Linked DNA regions of Sus scrofa: region 1 is linked to region 2. Evidence: chromatin contacts called from public Hi-C data. All regions are on one chromosome and are shown on one strand. The core of a region is the stretch at or near the end of the contact, and the rest is flanking DNA. Distances in the headings are between cores, read along the strand shown. Region 1 holds the start of SH3BGR (SH3 domain binding glutamate rich protein). Region 2 holds the start of BRWD1 (bromodomain and WD repeat-containing protein 1).

Evidence for each region. A called contact is a pair of places that touch in the nucleus more often than the background predicts.
Region 1: a Hi-C map of epiblast stem cells shows a contact between it and region 2, with 3 times the contacts expected there. The contact joins the promoter of SH3BGR here to the promoter of BRWD1 in region 2. A contact is called at or near these places in 8 of 47 Hi-C or Micro-C datasets (embryonic fibroblasts, epiblast stem cells, heart right ventricle and 3 more).

What each region holds. Positions count from the first base shown.
Region 1 is chr13:203,041,690-203,047,883 of Sscrofa11.1, reverse strand. SH3BGR (SH3 domain binding glutamate rich protein) reads right to left here and starts at 1,309. Exons shown (of 8, transcript NM_001244236.1): 1 at 1,105-1,309. The coding sequence starts at 1,149. It overlaps LCA5L (lebercilin-like protein), which reads left to right and starts at 2,685. Exons shown (of 9, transcript XM_005670355.3): 1 at 2,685-2,992.
Region 2 is chr13:202,892,346-202,898,471 of Sscrofa11.1, reverse strand. BRWD1 (bromodomain and WD repeat-containing protein 1) reads left to right here and starts at 1,927. Exons shown (of 42, transcript XM_021070988.1): 1 at 1,927-2,117; 2 at 2,219-2,277; 3 at 2,417-2,446; 4 at 2,623-2,682. The coding sequence starts at 2,069.

The sequences.
Region 1 (6,194 bases), core at 60-2,559, 150 kb before region 2:
CTGCAGTTTTACACTTGGAATTTTGCCTCATTGTTTTCTGTTCAAAGACCTTCAAGAGATCACTATACAGTTGCCATCAGCTCTGCTCACCAGGGACAACCAGGCTCTTTCCTCTGTTTTCCTCTTATCCCGTCTGGAAACCGCGTGAACTTTGCGGGGGGAGGTGGCATTCAGGAGCTGCCCTTAGGACTGTTCCCTGGGCCACCCACCCGCCTGGAATCATCCCGAGCTGAGTGACCACTGAAGCCCAGGCTGCAACCTGAGAAGGTCCAGGGACCAGATATAAAAGGAAACAGCCCCGCTGCAGGTCTCCCGCTTTCAGGACTAATAAAACTGTTTTCTCTCCACAGCCTCTGAGATGCTAAAATGCTGGCTGAAATCTCAGTCCCAGGCAGACTCTGCAGGTTCAAGCCTAAAATCAAAGCCTGAACTATTTCCAAGGAGAAAAGCCCTTCCTTTACGCGAAATCTGACCAAGCGATGTTATGGGGGGGTCGACTTTTCACGCCTATTTTTGGTCCGTTTGAATTCCTGGCATATCTAAATCTGGGGCCTTAGAAATGTTTGTTCTGGTCACTGCGGTATCATTTTCCTCAAATAATAGCATTACACACGCTAACTTTACACTTTTTGTTACAGTTACATGATATACACAAGTCATTGCACCCAGGAGTCATTTTAATAATCTGGTCCATCATACGCTCCAAATATTTTTACATTATGTGCAATTTTAAATAAATCTGACAGAAGGAACGGCAGAAACACTCCACACACCAAAAAAGTCCCTCTGATTCGATCATAGATACATATGCGATACAACAGGACTGAAATCACATGTTCAAAGTTCTAGCAGCAACACGCCCCCTTCCTGGACTCCCCTTCCACACCCAGCTACCCCGGATCACACATTTCACACGCTAAACACCATTCGAACCAAGGCCGAAAGCAAAGGGCTCACAGACTGACTGCCGAGCCGCGTTTACTTACGCCTGAAAAAAGAAATTTAAGGCCAGCGCTGGGTCATACCGGCTCCTTCTATTCCAAGTCTAAGATACTCAGAAAGTAGGACAGGAAGACAAGCCCCCCCATTCCATCAGACACCTACCGCTATGGACCCAGAAGATGTGGCAACAAACACTTTGATAACCATTTTGAGAGTCTGGAAAGAGGGCTCCCCCCAACACACCCCTGCTAGGGGACGCGGCGCTAGACAAATCCTGACAGTGACACAGACAAATGCCAGGTGGGGGCTGGCGGGGGCCCAGGGCTGTCTGAGCTCCTGCCTCTCCCAGGAGAGGCCCAGGCATCTCGGGCTCTCCCCTCCATTGGCTCGGGAATATTTGGGGATCTGTCAGGAAAATAGTTGATTGGTTGGTAAAAGCAGCCACTGGACGCTTTCCCTTATCACTTTAACAGCCCGACAACAGTCCCTAAAAGGCAAGGCTGCGCTCTGCACCAATCAGAGACCGGCGGGGAGGTGTCTCGGACCGGAGGGAGGTGGGGCCCGGGTACCGGAGGAGGAGGAGGAGGGAGGAGGAGGGAAGGGCTCTCGGGAGCCGGAAAAGCCCAGAAAACACCGGCTCGGTCCCGGAGGAGGCTTTGTTTACAGGGCTTCTGCCAAACGAACCGGAAGGGTCAGAACAGGCACCGAAGCCTTTAAACAAATACAGAGCGCGTTCCTTCCTTTTAATTTTTCTGACACATCTGTTTACAAATCAAATGAATCGTCATACAATAGATTCCGTTAAGAGTGGCCTGTGGCCAGTTTTCTCCCTTTGCCACCTGTTCCTTTTAAAGAACCGGAGCTGACAAGCCGAGGGACCGTGTAAGGTTTCACTGACATCCCAGACCCGGCAGGGAGGTGGCGGCTGGCTTGTCAGCACCCATGACTTCAACAAACAAATTGTCTCCGCTGTTTCAGAGACCTTGGGGCGGGGTGTGGGGGGGGAGATTAATGGTCTGTTGGTAGCAGGCTCCCTCATCTTATTTGTATAGATGTTTGAATTGTGTTCAAAGTTAGATTTTGCTGTTGTTGTTAAAAATCTAGTAAGACGCCCAAAAGCTAGCCACCCAACTCTTCGATGGGTTCCAAAACCAAGATCAAGGGTGTTAGGGGCAAACGAAGGGAGGATATTTAGTCCTCTTTAGAGAAATGAGTCTCTTTTTTAAGTCCCTTGCTGCTCAAGGAGGAGGTGGCTATGGCAACCTGGAAGAACGCATTCTAACTAGGAGTGACCCCTAAAATTAATCTACAAGGACATTCAACAGGGCGTTGATACAATGGGAGGAGGAGGAAGAGGAGAAGAGAAATAGTGCTAAGCTTCGTTAATGATGCCAATGTATCACTAAAAATTCTTACGCAATCACTTTTTAGCACTTGTAATTCCATGATCTTGGTGATTTTTACATCTTCTTGTACTTTCCTGTACATTGTCAATTTTCTACACCAAGCATGCATTGCTTCATTGTCATGGTTTTCTCCTTTCACCCAAGAAATCTATCTTTACACAGAGAGGTTAACAGGAGCGCTCAGCTCTCCATCCACGCCCCTCCCAAGCTAGGAACCAGACACGCGCAACGGACTCGGATTCAAAACACCCGGTGCAAGGGCGAGGGCTAACCGGCGCGCGAAAGAACCGCGGGATCTCCGAGCCTACGGGGACGTCGCGGGGCCGGCTCTCTCACCCCGGCGCGGCCAGGGCGCCACCGAGGTCCCGGGCCCTGAGGAGGTGCAACCTGAGGCTCCTTTGCAAACGCCTACGCCGCCAGCTCACTTCTCTCTCAAGGAGGAATCACGTGGAGCAGGACTCTCCCCCGCCCTAGACCGCCGGAGCCACGCACCACCAGACGGGGTCCCAGTGCGCGTGCGCGCAGACTCGCGGCTCCGCCCCTCCCGGCAGGTCCCAGAAGGCCCAGCGTGCCAGTTTCCAGGGCAACGCGTCAGCGCCGGGAGGCCGCTGGGTTAGCGCTGCAGCCGGAGCCGCGCGCAACAGGTAACCGCCGCCGCGCCCTGCAGCCCGAGGCCTCCGCCCAGCCCCAGCCGAGCCTCCTGCTAAACTTTCCGAACCTTAACTTACAGTGTCGCCTGGTCACTCAGCTGTAGCCCCTGCCCAGCTCGGGCCTCGCTGCCTGGCTGTACTCGAGTTGGTAATGTAGCCAGGTCGTCAGGCCGCTTCCTCCTGCAAAGTGCAGCCTGAAGAGCCACTGTCGGCGTCCTTCTTCCCTGCTCGGCCAGTGACCGAGCCCACGCAGCACACAAGCCCACGCTGGCCCCGGGACCCCGACCCGCCCGCACGCGGTCTGGCTGCTGGAGGAACTGGGGCAGGGCCCGGCTGGGAGCCGGCGCGGGTGCGGCCAGGGGAGCGGCCAGGCTCCAGTCACCCCACCCGACCCTGTACCCCGGTCACGCTGGGGTCGATGTCACCCGCCCACCCGACTCTCAGGCTTTCGCCGTCATGTATCTCTTATATATGAATCTGATAACTTCACTTTTGCTCCTACCAGCTTTCTTTTGCCGTGTTTTCTTTTTTTCTTCTCCCCTTAGCGCTGACACGCCCCAATCACCAAACCGGAGGAAATCTGAATCCTTTGTTTGTTCTGTGTTTGTCCCTCACCTACTCACCTCGACCTTGGAACTATGTCCACGGTTTCCCCGGGGTGCTTTAACATTTCCTTGCCACAGGTGTGCCATCCGGTGACTTTTTGCAGACTAGTTTTTCACTGCCAAACACGACCTTGAACCTTTTTCTTTTCTAATCTGTTCTCCCTTTCTAGTTAAATTTGTCGAGTCTCGTGGGCTCAAAGCGCAGTGAACCTCTCTTGTCTGTCTCCATCCCTGACCCTCCTCTGACCGTGAGACCAGTGTCTGCCTGCCCATATCTCTACTTAGATGTCTAAGGCATCTCCAGCACAGCAAGTCCAGAACGTTGCCTTACACCTGTTCCTCCCTTGCTGTTACCCACCCCAGTAACTGGAAACCATTCTCCTAGCCGTCTGGCCCTTGGTGTCTTTCTTGACTCCCATTCTGTCCCTTCTCGTGTCAGTCTGTCAAGACATCCTTCACAAAGTACCCACACACCAGTCATTTCTCCCAGCCCCACTATCACCACCCTGGCCCAGGCCTGGATAATTTCTGCAGCCTCCTAATTGCCTCGAGTGTAGACAGTGTACTCTTTTCCCGTTCTCTGTTCTTTCATGTGACTAAGGTTTTTTTAAAAGGATATGAATTTTAAATTTTCCATAGGTAAACTAGCACCGTTTTTAGTATGTATTTCGAGAATTGTGACTTTATTTTTTTTTATTTTATTTTGCTTTTTAGGGCCACACCTGCAGCATATGGAGGTTCCCGGACCAGGAGTCAAATTGGAGCCACAGCTGTCGGCCTCTGCTGCAGCCACAGCAACACAGGATCTGAGCCGCATCTGCGACCTACACCACAGCTCACGGCAATGCCAGATCCTTAACCCACTGAGCAAGGCCAGGGATCAAACCCACAACCTCATGGTTCCTAGTCAGATTCATTTCCACCGCACCACAACGGGAACTCCAAGAATTGTGACTTTTAAGCCAAGTGGACAGAGCTACATAAGCACCCTACAATTAAGCTAAAAAGTGAAAGATGCCCTTTAGCTTTCCAAGGTATATGACAGTGACTCTGGATAGAACTATGGCTAGAACTTTAAAACTGACTTTACGGAAGAATAAAAGAATCCACAGACTTCTTCCAAGTGAGGAAAAAAAGTCACATAGTCATTTACCTTCTGTTTGTTCTGTACTCTCTTTTTTGGCTTTTTAGAGAAGCACCCAAAGAGGTAAGTTGAAATGGAGACAAATGAGCATCACTGTGCTGATGACTTTGACAATAAGGACCTGGGCGCTGATGCTCCAGTCACAGTGATGCAGCAACAGAGAAGACGGTCCCTGCCCTTGGGGAGTTCATCCCCCTCCCCCCCCCCCGCCCCGGGACACCTGTCCCCTTGCCACCCGCAAAGCCCCAGCCTCTGTTTTCTCTTTTTCCCTTGAATGAAACCCCGACTGACCGAAGTTACAGTAGGGCAGCTGCAGTTGGCAGAGGGACTAATGGGGCGTCCTGCTCGCCCGCCTCCACCTGTGCTGTCCCTTCATAGCGACTTCTAAAGCCACCTCCTAGGACTCTCCATTCTCTTGCCTGTGTAATCACCTCTTCCTCCTAGACTGCTCGTTCTGTTGGCTTTTAAACATGCTCAAGGCTCCCATCCCAAAAGAAAGAGAAAAAACAAACTCCCTCGACCCCAGGTCCCCTTCCTTTTCCCATGATTGCCCAATTTCTCATGCCCCTCGACCGGCAAACTTTTGTAAAGAATTTTGCAAAGAATGGCCACGGTTAGTGTGTCCGCATTCCCCGCCTCCCTCCCCAGCCCGTTCCAGGCTGCCGGCTGCCACCACCTCTGCCCTGCAGCAGGAACCCGAATCGGGCCTTCCCACACCTCATCCTTCGCAATCTCTTGGCCTATTTTTTAAATTATAGTTGATTTACAATGTTGTGCCAATTTCTGCTGTACAGCAAGATGACCCCATCATATATAGATGCACACATGCTTTTTCTCATCTCATCTTCCATCCTGGTCTCTCCCAAGAGACTGGATAGAGTTCCCTGTGCTGTACAGCAGGACCGCCCTGCTTATCCATTCTGAATGGAGTCGTTTGCATCTACTCACCCCAGACTCCCTCTTGGCAGCATTTACCTTGCTGTCTCCCCTTGGCTCCTGCACCCTCGCCCCTTCTGCTCCTGTGCTGGCCCCCTCCCCTCATCTGTGACTCGCACCACAGTTCCCCAAAGCCTAGTGTCTGTCCTCATCGTGTCCTTTGCCCAGGCCCCCTGCATTCTGACATTGGGCACAAATCCGTGCCCACCATCTCTGCCCGTGACCCCCCACCGCCCGCCCCAGCCTTGTCTCTCCAGCTTGGCCACCTTTTTTGAGCTAGAGCCGTGGATCCAGCTAGCTGAGCCCTAGCGCCTCCTAGGAGCTCTCAGACCCCTACAGCTCAGCACACACACCTGGAAACAAGGATTCCCCCCAGACCTTTTCCCCTGGCTTCCAGTGGGTCACCAAGCCCTGGTGACACTGTCCCCTGTGCATCTTCCACACCCCTTCATCGTCACGGCACCTTAGTCCCAGCTCCCGCTGTCCTCCCTCCAGCCTTGTGCCGTCCGCT
Region 2 (6,126 bases), core at 678-3,177:
TTCTGGACCCGTCTCCTCTCCATCCTTATAAATGATGGCCTAATACACCTTCACCTGTTTCCTATTTTAGGGGTCTACTAAGTGGTTTTCCTGCCTCTTGGTCTTAACCCTTCCAAATCTATCCTGAAATGGAAAAAGAAGCCTTTCTGGCTTAGAACCCTTTACTTGCTCCCAATTTTAACTCCCCCTCCCCCAATTTTAACTTGGACTTATTAAACTTGAGTTCCTTCAACTTGGAATGTTGTTCATGTCTTGGCCCTTTGTTATTCATGTGCCTGGAATCCCTTTCCACATGAATACTCAGAAATTCTAACATCTCCCCTCCCACAGGCAGGTGGAATCTCCCTTCTGTTTCTGCCCTAAACCTTGTCCTTCTTTGCTTACACCTCCTAAAAGACAATGAAGTCTTGGATGGCAAAGCTGCAGCCTATGCCTTCATCCTTTATCCCCATCACTTGATGGTGTTTGCTGAATCAAGATACAAGAACAGACGACTGAGGCACTTGTTCCAACATGTTTGAATTGTTCCTTCATAAATATACAGAAAAACTTTGGCTATGTGGTGTAAATAATTAAAAACTGGCAGGTATATGGCGCTTATGTACCCTAAGAACACTTATTAACCCATTATGGTCCCCCTATGAAGTGGGCACACATACTATCTACAGCTTACAGGTGAGGAAAATAGAAGCTCAGAGGTTGTGACGTGCTCAAAGTCACACTTTCAGCGGGTAAAGGCCCAGGGTTAGTCCCAACCCAGAGTCTGATCTGAACCCAAATGTTTCATCTCTTGAAGCTCTGGAGGTTATCAGACTGCCTAGGAACTGGAATTACAACGTCTGCTCCATAGGGCCCGGTTTTGCTCCCTGCTGTGCTTTAGGGCTCAGAATAGGGCAAACCGGGTACGTTGGCCGAAGGAATGTGGTTAGATTAGAAGCCCGCCACGGGCATTAAGGGAATTTTGGGGGACCCTGGTCCACTGCTCCAACCTCAAGTCCTACGACTGTTTCCCAAGAGAATCCCACTTGCCCACGGCTCCCCGCGGGCGTCCCCCGAGAGGTGGCCGCTGCGTGTCTGCACTGCCCGCTTCCTCCCACCCTCCTCGCCCGGCTAGGTCGTCGCCGGCCCTGGGCTGCTCCCTCCTAGCCAGGTTTACATCCTCTGCGATGCACTGCGTTTTCTTTGACCCTTTCTCGGGGGCTGCGGGCTCCGGCAGGACTGCGGCTCTGTCCCACGGCTCTCCTTCCCCCGCATGCGGCAACCCGGCTCTGCCCTCCGAGCCAGAGAGTCAGCGTCCGCGGACCCCTGGCCTCCCCATCCCGCGGCGTTCCTCACTCCTCCTCCCCTCCCGGCGGAAAGCTTCTCGGCCCGGCGTTCTCATCTGGGTGGCACGATCTCGGTTTTAAGGGTGTTCCGTCCTCGAAGCGAACCATCTTTCCCGGGGGGCAGACACACTGGCCCCGGATGAGCGTCCGTGAGTGTCCCTTCCGAGAGCCCGAAGCGGGCGACCCCGCCGCACCCGCTGCGGGTCCTGGGCCCCTGACGTCCCGGATGGAGACGCTGGGTTCCGGCCGGGGGAGCGAGGACCTGTCCCCGTCCCTGCCCCCACCGCGGCCCCCGCCCGACCTCCGCCCCCGGCGCCCGCCCCGCCGCGCAGCCGGGCCGCCGCCTCACAATGGCCGGGAGCCGCTTCACCGCGCGCAGGGATCCCGGCCACGCGCGCGCCCCTCCCCCACCGGCCGCCCGAGCCGGGCCCGGCCCCCAGCGCACACAGTGTCCTCTCTGCGCCCCCCGAGGGAGAGGAGAGGGAGGCGAGGCTCGCCCTTCCTGGCGGGGTCGGACCGTCGTTCGTCCGGTGGCACGGGCGGCGCCCACAGAGGGACTACTTTCTCTCCCCTGGAGGCACTACTTCGCGGAGGCGTCGGCGCTGGCGGCGCGCACGGCATGGCGGCGGCGGCGGCGGCGGCAGCGGCGGCGCGCCTGAGGTAGAGGAACGCCGGCCCGGTCAGGCCTCGGCGCGGCCTACACGCTTCGCTCGCCCGCTCCCGCCCCGGCCCCGCGCCCGGCCATGGCGGAGCCCTCGCCCGCCCGACGCCCGGTGCCCCTCATCGAGTCGGGTAAGACGCGCCGCCCGCGCCCTCCCCGCGGCGCCCCCGCCCCGGCCCCCTCCCCGCCACCCTCCCGCCCGCGCCTGACCCGACTCCCCGTCTCCCCGCAGAGCTGTACTTCCTCATCGCCCGGTACCTATCGGCCGGCCCGTGTCGGAGAGCCGCCCAGGTGAGTGCGGGCCCGCGGGCGGCGGCGGCCGCGCCCCGGGGGTCCCGGCCCCGCCGCCGCCTGGGGTCTCGGGAGGAGGGCGCCGGGCGGACCGGGGTGCGGCCCCCGCCCCCCTAACTGCGCGTCTCGTCGGCTGCAGGTGCTGGTGCAGGAGCTGGAGCAGTACCAGGTCTGTGCTTCGCGGCCTCGCCCACGCCCGTCCCGCCGCGTCCCCTGCGTCCCCTCCCGGCCCTGCCTGGGGCCGCTCGTCCGGCTCCCCGCCCCGCGTCCCCGCCGCCCCCCACCCCGTTGCGCCCCGCCACCCCCCGCTCGGTGGTCACTCGTGTGCATCTTGGGTCTTTGCAGCTGCTGCCGAAGAGGTTGGATTGGGAGGGCAACGAGCACAACAGGAGCTACGAGGAATTGGTGAGACTTTTGACATTTCCATCCCGGTGTTTCCGAGCACCCGCCCCCCGCCCCCTTTTCGGGGCTCCCGCCGGAGGGGCGAAGTGACCGAGCCGCGCGCGGAGGGGGCGGCCAGGCGGCCGAGGCATCCCTGGGACAGCGGGACCGCCTCCCGTAGGCTTTGTTTTGCTTTGGGGAGGCCGGGTTTGTTTGGGTAGGAAACGGCCCTGGGGGGCGGCCGGGTGGAGGTGGGGGCGACCTGCGCCGCGGTTTGTGGCGGGGTGGGTCCCCAGGTGCGGCTGCCTATGGTGAGAGCCGGGGGCTCGCCAGCCATTCAGCGAGCTGCTCTCAGCCGTGTTTGTCCTGAACCCGACTTGTAACTCGACCTTTGATTGGTCTTCCTCCTTTTGCCCCGCCCAGATCTTCCAACCACTTGTTCCCTAGGAATAGAAGCGTTGGTGTTTGAAAGGTGGAGGAAGGTTCCTCTCTAGCTTTTGGTTTATTTTGTTTTTTTCTTTTTTCCTCCGCGGAGTAATAAAAACCCTGCTGCTTTGAGACTGTGCCACTCCTGCAATACTTTCGCCGTTCTAAACTGTGTTACACTTGTTGAATGCCTTGGGAAATTTTGATAAACTTTTATAATGCTCTTGCTGTGCATAACTTAATATAGGCTCTAACTATGTAGTTTCTCTTTCTGGAGCACCGTTAACGGAGATTGCAGTTCTCTTTTCATTGTACTTGCTCGTCTTTTTTAGTTACTCTCACTATATATGCTTTTGTTTTATTCACTCATTTGTCCTTGGTGGAATAAAACCTTTTTAGGAGAGTATTTTTTTCCAATTTGTGTATTAGAACAAGAAATTCCTTTAGTTGTCAGGCCATATTAAGCTTCCTGTATGAGTAAAATAACTGAAAAAAGAGCTCTTGAATGATCTTTTACTATGGTTCTAACACCTGTAAGTAGAAGTTGGTAGAATATGAACATCATTGTTAAACAAGAGAACAAAAATAGGATTTGTTCTCTGAGAACAGTTAAGTATTAGCACTTAAACTTGGGTCAATGTAACAAAAGAGTCTTTTCAATTGTCAGTTTTTTTTTTTTATAAGACAAAATTCTAACGAAAATTCATCACTGTAATTGCCAATTTTAATATTTGCTTTCCTAGAAGTTTTTTTTTTTTTTTTGAGGCAAACGCTTAAAAGTGAATATTTTCTTTTTTTTTTTTCTCTTTCTTTCTTCTTTTTTTTTTTTTTTTGTCTTTTTGCTATTTCTTGGGCCGCTCCCACAGCATATGGAGGTTCCCAGGCTAGGGGTCAGATCGGAGCTGTAGCCTCCGGCCTACGCCAGAGCCACAGCAACGTGGGATCCGAGCCGGGTCTGTGGCCTACACCACAGCTCATGGCAATGCCGGATCGTTAACCCACTGAGCAAGGCCAGGGACCGAACCCACAACCTCATGGTTCCTAGTCGGATTCGTTAACCACTGTGCCACGACGGGAACTCCAAAAGTGAATATTTTCAAGAAAGTTCTAAAAATTTTGCAGAGGAGTTCCCTTGGTGGCACAGTGGTTAACGAATCCTACTAGCAACCATGAGGTTGTAGGTTTGATCCCTGGCCTCCATCAGTGGGTTAAGGATCCGGTGTCGCCGTGAGCTGTGGTGTAGGTCGCAGAGGCGGCTCGGATCCCGTGTTGCTGTGGCTCTGGCGTAGGCTGGCGGCTACAGCTCCGATCTGACCCCTAGCCTGGGAACCTCCATATGCTGCGGAAGTGGTCCCAGAAAAAGGCAAAAAGACCAAAAAAAAAAAAAATGCACAGTTTTTACTGAAAGTTAAGGAAATGTTTAATTGCTCTCTTGTTTCTGTTGATAAGTGAAAATAGTGTTATCTGTGAAGCTGCAGAGCATTATTGAAATGACGTTGCAGTCATACTGGGGAGAAAGGTGCTTATGTTTTGAAGTAATAAGTATAACACTGTAATTAATGGCGAAGTTACTTTAAAAATAGGTTGATGTATTTTTTTGGCCTTTTCTTATATTGCTTAAAACTCTACTTAAAATTCTGCTTTAGGAGTTCCTGCTGTGGCTCAGCAGGTTAAGAACCCCACGTAGGGAAGTTTCTGCTGTGGCTCAGTGGTAACAACCCGACTAGTTCGATCCCTGGCCTTGCTCAGTGGGTTGTGGATCCAGCGTTGCCGTGAGCTGTGGTGTAGGTCACAGACTCGGCTCGGATTCCACGTTGCTGTGGCTGTTGTGTAGGCTGGTGGCTATAGCTCCGATTTGACCCCTCTCCTGGGAACTTCCACGTACTGCAGGTACGGCTGTAAACAAACAAAACTGAAGTTATCCAGAACCTCTGTGATGCTGCTGTGATGTGGCTATGACTTAAGTCATCTCATTGCCGAATGATTGTCTGGTGGATATCCTCCTCCTTTACCTCCCTCCCTCCTTTCCCAGCATTAAGTGCTAAAGGATGAGCTTCTGGTATAGAGAGTCATTCTTGTGTCAAGGGAATGTGAGTAGCTTCTAGTTCTCCAAGAAAGTCTCATTTTTTCTTTTTAGAAACATTTTATTATGAAGTGTTTCCAATGAGAATAATGTGATAAATCTCCACATACTATAAATAAGTTTATCAGTTTGCTACATTTATTTATTTTTTTTGGTTATGCTTATAGCATATGGAAGTTCCCTGGTCAGGGATCGAACCCATGCCACTGAACTACTGCAGTGAGGATGCTGGATCCTTAACCTGCTGGGCCACTAGGAAACTCCCTATTTTTTAATAGTTAATTTAAATTGAGCTTCAGATAAGGTCCTTGAATTGTGTCAGCACAATTCAATGTCAGAATTACCTTAAATCTTTTTATCGTGTTGTGTTTTTTCCCTGTGCTGTTGATTTAACTGAAGAAATTGTGCTGTTCTGTAGAATGTTTTACCTGGTTTGTCTTTTTCCTTAGGGTGTTATTTGTTTTCTTACATTTAATTCCTTTTTCTCAATAGCTCTCATTCTTGGATCAGAACTGTCTGGAGAGCTTTATAAAATCACGAAGTTCCCATTGTGGCCCAGTGGAAATTAATCCAACTAGTAATACTACTATGAGGTTGTGGGTTTGCTCCCTGGCCTCGATCAGTGGGTTAAGGATCTCGAGGTGCTGTGGTGTAGGCTGGTAGCTGTAGCTCTGATTTGACCCCTAGTCTGGGAACCTCCATATGCTGCGGGTGTGGCCGTAAAAAGTGGAGGGGAAAAAAAAAATTCTGAATGCTCTGGCTCTGCCCCAGGCCACTTAAGTCTCTGTGGTGGGATTGGATATGACCTTTTTAAAGTCTTCCGGGTTATTCCGATATCACTGTTTATAAAGCTACAGTATATCTAGACTTCCGACCATGCTGTTATTCCAACCTGTACTTTGAAAGCAAGAATATTTTTGAGGAGTTCTTGAAGTGCTGCGGCAGAAACGAATCCAACT